Regions from separate parts of the Sus scrofa genome. Here region 1 is linked to region 2. The links are chromatin contacts, called in public Hi-C maps. All regions are on one chromosome and are shown on one strand. The core of a region is the stretch at or near the end of the contact, and the rest is flanking DNA. Distances in the headings are between cores, read along the strand shown.

What was found. A called contact is a pair of places that touch in the nucleus more often than the background predicts.
Region 1: a Hi-C map of embryonic fibroblasts shows a contact between it and region 2, with 3 times the contacts expected there. The contact joins the promoter of RAB23 here to the promoter of PRIM2 in region 2. A contact is called at or near these places in 2 of 5 promoter capture datasets (liver and skeletal muscle), 10 of 47 Hi-C or Micro-C datasets (embryonic fibroblasts, fetal heart ventricle, fibroblasts and 5 more) and 1 of 2 datasets of contacts at active chromatin or transcription factors (skeletal muscle).

The regions. Positions count from the first base shown.
Region 1 is chr7:28,629,494-28,634,866 of Sscrofa11.1, reverse strand. RAB23 (ras-related protein Rab-23) reads right to left here and starts at 2,802. Exons shown (of 7, transcript XM_001929636.4): 1 at 2,543-2,802.
Region 2 is chr7:28,546,424-28,551,820 of Sscrofa11.1, reverse strand. PRIM2 (primase (DNA) subunit 2) reads left to right here and starts at 2,100. Exons shown (of 14, transcript NM_001244164.1): 1 at 2,100-2,171; 2 at 3,008-3,169; 3 at 5,241-5,344. The coding sequence starts at 3,016.

The sequences.
Region 1 (5,373 bases), core at 1,553-4,052, 82 kb before region 2:
CCATATGCCGTAGGTGCGGCCCTAAAAAAGGACAAAAAGATACACACACACACAAATTAAAAGACAGGAGTTTCCACTGTGGTGAAGTGGGTTAAGAATATGACTGAAGTGGCTCAGGTCATTGAAGAGGTACAGGTGCGATTCCCAGCCCAGTGCAGTGGGTTAAGGATCTGGTGTTGCCACAGCTGTGGTGCAGGTCACGCTGCAGCTCAGATTCAGTCACTGGCCTGGGAACATCCATTTGCCAGAGGTGCAACCATTAAAAAAGAAAGAAAGAAAAGCTTTTCTTTGCAAAACATATCTAACGACTTGTATTCAGAACAAATAAAGAACCTTCAAAACTCAAATTAAGAAAGTAACTACCAGAGTTCTGGTCATGGCCCAGTGGTAATGAACCCGACTAATATCCATGAGTATGCAGGTTCCATCCCTGGCCTTGATCAGTGGATTAAGGATCCAGCATTGCCGTGAGCTATGGTGTAAGACGATAGCTGTAGCTCTGATTTGAACTGGGAACTTCCACATGCTGCGGGTACGGCCCTAAAAAAAAAAAAAAAAAAAAAAGTTAACTACCTAGGAGTTCCCATCAGGGCACAGTGGAAATGAATCCAACTAGGAACCATGAGGTTTCAGGTTCGATCCCTGGCCTTGCTCAGTGGCTTAAGGATCCCACTTTGCTGTGAGCTGTGGTGTAGGTCACAGACGTGGCTCAGATCCCGTGTTGCTGTGGCATAGGCTGGCAGCTGTAGCTCCGATTGGACCCCCAGCCTGAGAACTTCCATATGCCGTGGGTGCAGCCCTAAAAAAGAAAAAAAAAAAAGAAAAAAAAAAGTTAACTACCCAAATTAAAAATAGGCAAACCTCAAAGAAATACCAAAAAAAAAAAAAAGGAAAAAGAAAAAAGGACACACACACACCAAAGAGGCACAACTCTTGCCCAGATATTCACCCAAGATTATGTGTGCTAAATAAGCACATGAAAAGATATTCAACATCTTTAGCCATTAAGACCACTACCTGCCTATTAGAATGGTTAGATTAAACAACAGGACAATACCAAGTGCTAGAGAGGATAAGGAGCAACTGGAACTCTCACATGTTGCTGGTGAGAATGCGAAATGATACCACAGCTCTGGAAATCAGTGTGACAGTTTCATATAACTGCACTCTCAATCTTAGCAATATCCTAGAGAAATGAAAACCTAGGTTCATATAAAAACCTGTACACAAATGCTTATAGCAACATGGTCCTAATCCCCCAAAACTGGAGACAATCCAAATGTCCTTCAGTGTGGTGGACGTATAAACAAATTGCAGCACATCCACCTAAGGGAACACCACTTAGCAACAAAAAAAGAACAGACTGTTGATTACATCCAATGACTTGGAGGAATCTCAAAGGCATTACGCTGAGAGAAAGGTTGTATGTTGTGTAATTTCATTTATATTACATTCCAGAAAAGATCAGTAATTACCAGGGGGTGGGGTAAGGGGAAGGATACAGAAGGATAGCATGGTGTTTTAGAGATGATAGAACTGTTCTATATTGACTGTTATGGTGGTTACATGAACCTAAAATTCACTGAACTGCACCCCCCCACAGTCAATTTTACTATATGATAATTTTGTAATTAATACAATTTAAAGAAAAATAAATGCAATCAGATTTTAACATTATACCAGGAAAATTAAGTTCTTAGAAACTAAAAACTCTTTACGTAAATGTTCTTTTCCGAAATTTAATTTTAAAGAGTTTTGCCACCCGACAGCAGTCCAGTACATTAGAAAAGTAAAGGATGAGTTAGCTCACTGATCAAAAGGGTGGTTTTTCCATCACAGCTCGTACTTCGATACAGGAATGATTATATTGATAAATAAAAACCGAAAAACTTCTCAGTTTCAAAGAAGTTACCTAGAAGATGTCAGGAGTTATATAAAACCTGTAGTAGTAAAAAGCCCTCTTCAGTTAGTCATGTCACTCGCCTAGACCGTGACCATGAAGTTATCACTCCCACATCCTCAGGTCCCGTGCCTGGGAGCTGCTGGGGGCTCTGGGATCCCGGTAAAGTGACTCTACCGCAGCCAGTGTCAAGGAGACCGTGCTGTCGGGCTCTTTGAGATTCCAGCAGAATCTGAGCAAAACCCCAGGCAGGGTGGGGCCGGGCAGGGAGGGACGCCCGCCGCCCAAGAGGGGTCTGGGAGCCAGGGTGGGGCATAAGCCTTTTCCCCGCCAACCCGACCCAGCACCTAACGCCCCTTCCCCAACGCCCCTCCGCCCCTTCCCGCCCAGGGACGGGGCGCGGGGAAGGGGCACCGGGTCGGCTGCCGCCTACTGCCCACCGCCGGGCCCCGGGCCCCGGGCCCCACGCTCCAGGCGGGCGCCGGGCAGCCGGGCCGGGGGATGGGCGCCCGGCCTGGAGGACCCCTCCCGAGCCCCGGGCGGGCGCATCCCGGGCCGCGGGGACAGGCGGGTCCTCCGCAGCGAACCCCGAGCGAGGGCGATGAGTGCGGCCCGCCGCCCCGGGTGCGAGCCGCTACTCACCGTCCCCGCCGCCCGCGCCAGGCGCGACAGCTCCTCCTGGTCGCGGCGCAACCGCTGCCGCCGCCGCCCGGCTCCCCAGCGGGCCCCCGGCGGGCTCGCGCCCTCTTTCACTCTTTTGAGAAGGACTGTGATTTTCTCAACCAACTTTATTGCAGCGCGGCTCCGAAAGAGCGGCTCGGCAGCAGCCCCGCCGGGAGGGTCGCGCGCGGGAGACCGCGCTCCCCGCACCCGCGGCCGCGCGCCGCTCGGAGCATGCGCGGGACTCTCTGTGCGCAAGCGCCGCGCCGGCAGGCCCGCCCCGCCCCGGCTCTGCGGGGACCGAGGGGGCGCCGAGTGCCTGGGGAGGCACCTGGGACCTTGCGGCCGCCCGGCGGGCGCGGGGGCTAGCGGCCGAGGAGGGCCTTGTAAGTTCGGGCTTCAGAATGCGTAGAGGATGCGCCCGCCTTGGACGTACACCTTATGTCCGGACATCCAAGTGGCAGAATGAGCAAAACTGTGGTGCAGAGTCGAAAATGCACGCTGTCCGCACGCTGGGGCCGGACGAAGTGGAAGTCTGAGCTGGTTAATAATTCAGAGACCCAAACCAAAACCTGGAAGTTCGCCCCCAAAGCAACCCAAACTTCGCTTCAGTTGCTTTAATATTATAGACTAGAAGGGAGGGGGCGGGATACCAGGTGTTGCTGACGATGTGGTGTTGCCATAGCCACTGTGGAAAACAGTGTGCAGCTCCTAAAAAAAAAATTAAAAATAGGATTTATCATATGATCAAGCAGTTCCATTTCTAGGTACATATTCAAAGGAATTGAAAGCACACACTGGAGCAGATATTTCTATAACCACGGCCATAGCAACATTATTTGCAATGGACAGAAAGTGGGAGCCACCTAGGTATCTTTCAACAGATGAATGAATGAACAAAATGCGGTCCATCCACACCGTGGAATATTATTCAGTCTTAAAAAGGAAGGAAATTCTGACACATGCTACACCATGGATGAACCTTGAAGACATTCCGAGTAAAAGAAACAGGTCACAAAAGAGCAGGTACTGTATGATTCCATTTATATGAGATACTTAAAAGTAGTCAAATTCATAGGGACACAAAGTAAAATGATAATTGCCAGAGGCAGAGGGGAGGTGAGAATGAGGCATTAGAGTTTAATGGGTACAGTTTCCGATTTGCAAAGCAAAAAAAGTTCTGAGAAGTAATGATGTTTGTGCAATAATATGAATGTACTTATTGGCCCTGAACGGTACACTTAAAAATGGTCAAAATAGAAAATTTTATGTTAAGTATATTTTACCACAATTCTTATTAAAGGAGAAAAAAGAAGATCCTAGTGGGTCTCAGAGAATTAATCTGAGGATTCAAATTTGAGAGAAAAACATTTCAGGGGGCCTTTTTAGGGCCACACCAGTGGCATATGGAATTTCCCAGGCTAGGGGTCAAATCAGAGCTATAGCTGCCAGCCTACACCACAGCCACATCAATGTGGGATCCTTAACCCAGTGTCCTCACGGATACTGGTCCAGTTCGTAACCAGCTGAGCCGTAATGGGAACTCCGGGAGAAAAACTTCTTGAAGGAGATCCTCCTCCCAATCATTCTTTTTCTCCTGCACCCCCCACCTGACTTTCCACTTCCATGGGGTGATTGGACGGTCTCCGTGCAATTAAGTCCACCTTTTATTTAACTCAAAACTGTACCCAAGGATGCAACAGAGATTCTTTTGCTCCCTTCGGTGAGGTGATGAAAGCCTATGGGAAAAAAACTGGCCTTCTAAATCCTGCAGTCTTGCTGTACCTGAAATGGCGATAGGGTTCAGCTAAAGGGCTCTGAAAGAAACTTTACCTGCTGTGACCAGAAATGAGTGGCACAAAATAATTTTAGGGAAAACATTCCGAAAAAGTTGTAGTTTTAAGTCATTTAATGATTGTTCAAATCTAGTGCCTTTCACTGACCCAGCAGAAAAAATGTCCATTGTCCTTTGGGAGTTGTTTCACTGTGTTTGACTCTAATGGGTTAAATCCTTTTCAGAGATCACAACTTGTGTCCCTGAAATGAGTGAATGAAAAACATTTAAAGGAAAATTAGAGCATATTCTTAAGGAAGGAATTCTTGAAAATTTTACCACTAAGACACATGCACCTGTATTCATGGGCATGATGAAATCCTCGTGGAAACCACCGTATTGGCCTAAACAGGAGTAAAATTAATAGTCTACAAAATCAAACTTACAATGCTGGAAAACAAAAATTCTTCATACTTTCTAGTCGGACAGATATCAGAGGGCTGTTCTAGTTCTTAAAAGTGTTTCACTCTGGATCTTAGTGTCCTCATCTGTGACATGGAATAATCTACAGGGTTTATTTAATCATCATTCAAAAAAATATTTTGGGAGCTCCCGTTGTGTCTCAGTGGTTAACGAATCCAACTAGGAACCATGAAGTTGTGGGTTCAATCCCTGGCCTTGCTCAGTGGGTTAACGATCTGGCGTTGCCGTGAGCTGTGGTGTAGGTTGCAGACGCGGCTCGGATCCCGCGTTGCTGTGGCTCTGGCATAGGCCGGTGGCTACAGCTCTGATTCGACCCCTAGCCTGGGAACCTCCATATGCCGCAGGAGTGGCCCAAGAAATGGCAAAAATATAAAAAAAATATTTTGCCTAGTACCCTGCTGGAGATTGGGTATTCAGTGATGGACAAAAGAGACACCATTTGTGCCCTCTTAGAGCTTGTAGTCTGGTAACAGAGACCAATGTTATATATATATATATACTTGTAATTATATGACTAAAAATAACCAGTGTAATGGAAGTATATAGAAATTTAAAT
Region 2 (5,397 bases), core at 851-3,350:
TTTGGCTGTACCTGTGGCATATGGATGTTCCTGGGCCAGCTATTGAACTGGCGTCACAGCAGTGACCCAAGCCACTGCAGTGACAATGCTGGGTCCTTAACCTGCTGCTCCACAAGAGAACTCCTGTAAAATCTGCCAATTTTGTAGTAGAAATTTTCTTTCATGCCAATAATAAACATTTTTTTCACATTTTATCATTAGTTATTTTGCCTATGGGTTATTTATTGCTATTCTTTTTCCATTTGTGTCTTATGATTTTTCCCAGTTAATTTACATAAGTTTTTTACATGGTATTAGCCTTTTTCTTTTTTTTGTTTTTTTTTGGTCTTCTGTCTTTTTAGGGCCGCACCTGAAGCATATGGAGTTTTCTAGGCTAGGGGTTGAATGGGAGCTGCAGCTGCTGGCCTACGCCATAGCCACAGCAACACAGGATTCAAGCCACATCTGCAACCTACACCACAGCTCTGGGCAACACCAGATCCTTAACCCACTGAGCAAGGCCAGAGATTGAACCCGAACACTAATGGATACTAGTTGGGTTTGTAGTCCCCTGAACCACTACAGGAATTCCCCCAAATTTTATGTTTTTATAGTCAGATCTTTAGATACTTTTAAAAAAAAATTTAAAAAAAATTTTTATGGTTGCACCTGAAGCACATGTAAGTTCCCAGGCTGGTGGTCAAACTGGAACTGCAGCTTCAGATTGTGCCAAGCCACGGAAACACCAGATCCGAGGGGCATCTGTGACCTACATCACGAGTTGTGGCAATGACAGATCCTTAACCCACTGAGAGAGGCCAGGGATCCAACCCACATCCTCACGGAGACTATGTTGAATCCTAACCCACTGAGCCACAATGGGATATTTAAATTCCTTCTCTATCCAGAGATCAGAATAACATTCATATAAATGTTTTTACGGTCTGTGATCAAGGTTTTTTTCAGGCAGTCCTTATGCTTTCAGGTGTCTTCATCAGACCAGGTGGTATTATTTATGTGTCTGATGCAAGAAGGAATTAAGGTGAGGAATGGTATGTTAGTGGAATTGGCACAGCCTGGTGGTTAGCACTGTGGTGCTTGCAGTGTCTCCCAGACTTTGAATCTAGCTCTCCCACTTACTATGTGATCTTTATGTCACTTAGCGTCTCTGTTCTAGGTTTCCTTATCTTTCAAATGGGTTAATAATAGAACCAACTTCAGATGGTTATTGGAATAAAATGAATTGATCTGTTAAGTTCCTTAGAGCAAGTCCTGGTGGAGGCTGGATAGGTGCTCTGAAGCTTGACATTGTTTCAGTACAGTTGGCATTTCTAAAATTTTAAACATTTCAGAGCGCTCCTCACCTCCCATCTTTACTAGAGCCTGCCACTGCTACTTTGGTAAGCGAGACACGCCCGCCCCCTGGAGGCCTCAAGTGAAGTTTATTTCCCGCTCTGGAAAAGTGTCTAGAGCACATCGCGGAGCTGGTGTGGCTCCCAGCTTGCAGCCGCAGATCCACTTTCTCCTCAGGGTTTTGCACCTGCTCGCCTCTGCGCCTCATTTGTAGACCCGGAGCAACTTCCGTATGCACGCATGCACTCATTCATTCCAGCTCACTTCAGATCCAGCTCACTCCAGACACTCTGCGGGGCGCTCGCCGTGCACGAGTCGTTGGTGGGGAGTGCACTGGGCATAGAACCCGACCGCGTGGGGGCTGCCGTCCATGAGAAAAAAGATTAGGTGTTGTACGGAGATGGGCAAGTTCCTGCTTTCGCGTCTGTACAACCGGGGCCACACGACCCTCCTTACAGGGTTCCTGGAAGATTGACCAGAGTCCCTAAGCAGGGGGCGGGTGCAGGAGGACCGCGCCGCCGGGTGGATGCGCGCTCGGCCCCGCCCTCAGCGCTCGCCCGCTCCAGGTCGGGCCGCTTCCCAGCTTCTCCTCTCTAGAGCTAGCGGTTCCACGCACGGGGAGCACAGCCCAAGACACGTGAAACGTTTTTAACCTGCTGCAACGATCCCGTCTACACCCAGCACCGCACAGAGCATGCGCAGGCCCGCGCATGGGCGGGACCTCGGAGGGAGGGCCTGGGGCCCAGCAACTTCCGCTTCCGGCCCCATATGAACTCTCCCGCCACTCGGGAAAAGCGGTTGTTTGGGTTTGTTCGGCTTCACGTTTGCTGTGGTTGCAGGTTAGAGGCACCACCGCGGGTTTAGGGCGGGCAGCAATCCTGGTGTGGAGGCTTGCTAGTCTGGAAAAGGGACGAGAGCTTTGGGGCGACGGGCGCCGAGGGCGGGTATAGGGTATGGGTCGCTCATCAGTGTCCCCGGGGCTGATTGACCGCCCGGGGATGGGGGGAAGGGGAGGGGGCGGGGTCTTCGCTGGGTTCCTGGGGATGCTGCTGAGGGGGGGGGACTGCTGAAGATGCTCTGAGGGGGGCTGCTGAGGGGCGCTGATTGGGGGTGCAGCTGAGGATGCTGTTGAAGATACTGCTGAGGGGGGCTGATAGGAGGGCTACTGAGGATGCTTCTGAGGGGGGCTGCTGAGGAGGGTTCCGACACCCGTAACTCCAAAGATCGCTGTCTGTCTGCCAGGGTCCTAAGGTGGGAAGCGGATAGCTGGACCCGGTCCACTGAGGCTCGGTAGCCAGAATCAACCCTGGTTTCCTCCAATTCAGGACTGCAACTCCCATGAATTCTTGGGACGGCAAAGACCTAAGGGTGGTGGCACACAGTCCTCTAAGTGACCAGGCAGCGTCATCTGACATTGATGTTGCTGGAAGTCAGGACCACTGCCTGTGTCTCCTCAGCTCACACCGCTTTCCCACCGGCTTTACACAGGTGTTACAGATGTGTTGTGGAAAGGGTGGAACACACAGAAGACGTGACTCAGGGATGCTACTGTTAACACTTTGCGCATGCTTCAACTCAGCTATCTTCCCCTCTGTGCATGTGGAGTTATTTTTGCATTTTTGTTTCTAACTCCACTTTCAATCATTTTAACTTTTTTTTTTTGCTTTCTTCCAAGGTACCAAGATGGAGTTTTTTGGAGGAAAGCGGAGGAAACTGAGGTTGGCAGATGACCAAAGGAATGCTTGCTATCCACATAGCCTTCAGTTTTATTTGCAACCACCTTCTGAAAACATATCTTTGACAGAGTTTGAAAACTTGGCTTTTGAGAGACTTAAGTGTGAGTGATTTGAGTTTGAATTTATATATTCTTTTTAAAAAATTTTTATTTTATGACTGCACCTGTGGCATATTGAAGTTCCCAGGCCAGAGATTGAATCTGAGTTGCAGGTGTGACCTACACTACAGCTGTGGCAATGCTGAATTCTTTAACTCGCTGTACCAGGCTGGGGGTTGAACCTACACCTCTGCAGAGACCTGAGCCACTACAGTCACGTTCTTAACCCACTGTACCACAGTGGGAACTCTGGATTTATATATTCTTGAGAACCTCATGCTTTGTGGGACTGAATTAGAATAATTTCATTTCCATTCGACACATTTATTGAGGATTTTCTATTGAGATTTTACTGTTCATTCTTTATTCACTGTACTGTGTGTATTTATTGAGTGCCACTATATTTTAGGTGACAGGGATTTTGAGCTGAATAATATAATTCTCACCTTTGTTGAAGCTGTATTCTAGTTCATGAAGATGGACATCCATAATAATAATTATAGTTTAGTATTTTAAGTGCTCTAGTAGAGGGAAATAATAGTGCCATTGAAACATAGAAGTGGGAATGATTAGTGCAGTCTGACTAAGACTTCTTACTAGAAGTTGAAATGTGATCTGGACCTTGAAGGATGAGCAGAAATTTCTCAGCAGAGAAGTGAAGGGCTTTTCCAAGCTGAGATAATAGCCTGTATGAAGGCTTGGAGGCATGAGAGAGAATGTCACATGTGAGGGAACAGTGACAAGTTTAGGGTGCATGGTAAAGTAGGATAACCAAGGGCATTTTGTGCCGAGCTAATGGCATAATGTTGGAGTGTAAGAAGTATGTAGCAATTGTACAGAGGGCTTAATTATTTTCCGTGTGTTGAAGAAAGAAAGAAGTTAGGTGTGCTGATACAGAGGGGGGCCATGGCAGGGGGTGGTTGCGGATCTCAGTACCTGTTTGTTGAAAGAAAGTGAAGGCTGAAGGTGAGGGATAGTAGGTTTGGGGAAGCTCAGCAGTGTCAGGTGAAGGTGAGGGAGAGTGGGTTTGGGGAAGCTCAGCAGTGTCAGGTGAAGGCGAGGGAGAGCGGGTTTGGGAAGCTCAGCAGTGTCAGATGCTTCATAGAGGTTAGATGATTGAAGAGCATCCTTTGGGCTTGGCATTTGAGAAATGAGATGGTAAGGCAGTGACAGTGGCAGTGATAAGAAGGTAGAGATTTAAGGGATGCCATGGCAGTATGATTGACAGAATTTGGTGACTGCTGGGGATGGGGGAGTCGTGGGGTTGACTGAAATTCCTGCCCCGATGGTCGGGTAGAGGCGGCTTGGGTTGCAGGAAGAGGAGTGGGCTACCATAAGACTGTGCTACCTGTGAGACGTGGATTTATGTTTATGATTCATTTTAGAAGTTTTTTGATCTCGAATTAAATATTCTCTTTTTGAAGGAGTTCTTCCGGGGCTCAGAGGGTTAAGGTCTTGGTGTTGTCCCTGCTATGGTGTGGGTTTGATTGGATCTTCCACATGCCCTAGGTGTGGCCAAAAAAAAAAAAAGCCTCTTTTCATACTGATGGAAGAATTCTCCTGAGGAAGGGTTGATAGGGGCTTCAGGAGCCTGAACAGTAGGTAGCATCAAGTCAGAATGATTCATTTGGGTGATGGGAGGGCCCTGCTTCTTCTCCGTTGTGTCTCCTCCTCTGCTTCTTCAGGAAGGGAGGACCATGTTTTTCTGAGTCTGCTGAGTTGGTGAAGCGGACTCCCTCACAGACTCCCCACACTGGGGGTGCATACGCCGACAGGCTTCTGCCTCCCTCAGCAGTGGCGCTCTGAGCAGCTGCCGCCGTCCCCCATGGTTGAGAATCCCTGGTGTGAGATTATGCTGTGTGATGTGGGTATTCTCTGCACATGGTTGGAGATTATCCTCTTATGTATAATTTATATCATGTACTTACAGAAAATAAAGCTTAAATACTGTCATCTTTTATAAACAAGTAATTGTGGAATTGCTATTCATAAATTTTGTCTTGGATTTAGTTTTTTAAAATTTACTTTGCATTTATACTTTTTTTCCTTTTCTTCTGTTTTAAAATTTTTTTAGTGCTAAAATCAGTTGAGAATCTTGGTGTGAGCTATGTGAAAGGAACCGAGCAGTACCAGAGCAAGCTGGAGGCTGAGCTTCGGAAGCTCAAGTTTTCCTACAGAGTAAGTAAAGGAGAGAAAAAATGGGATTTCCCATTGTGGTTCAGTGGGTTATG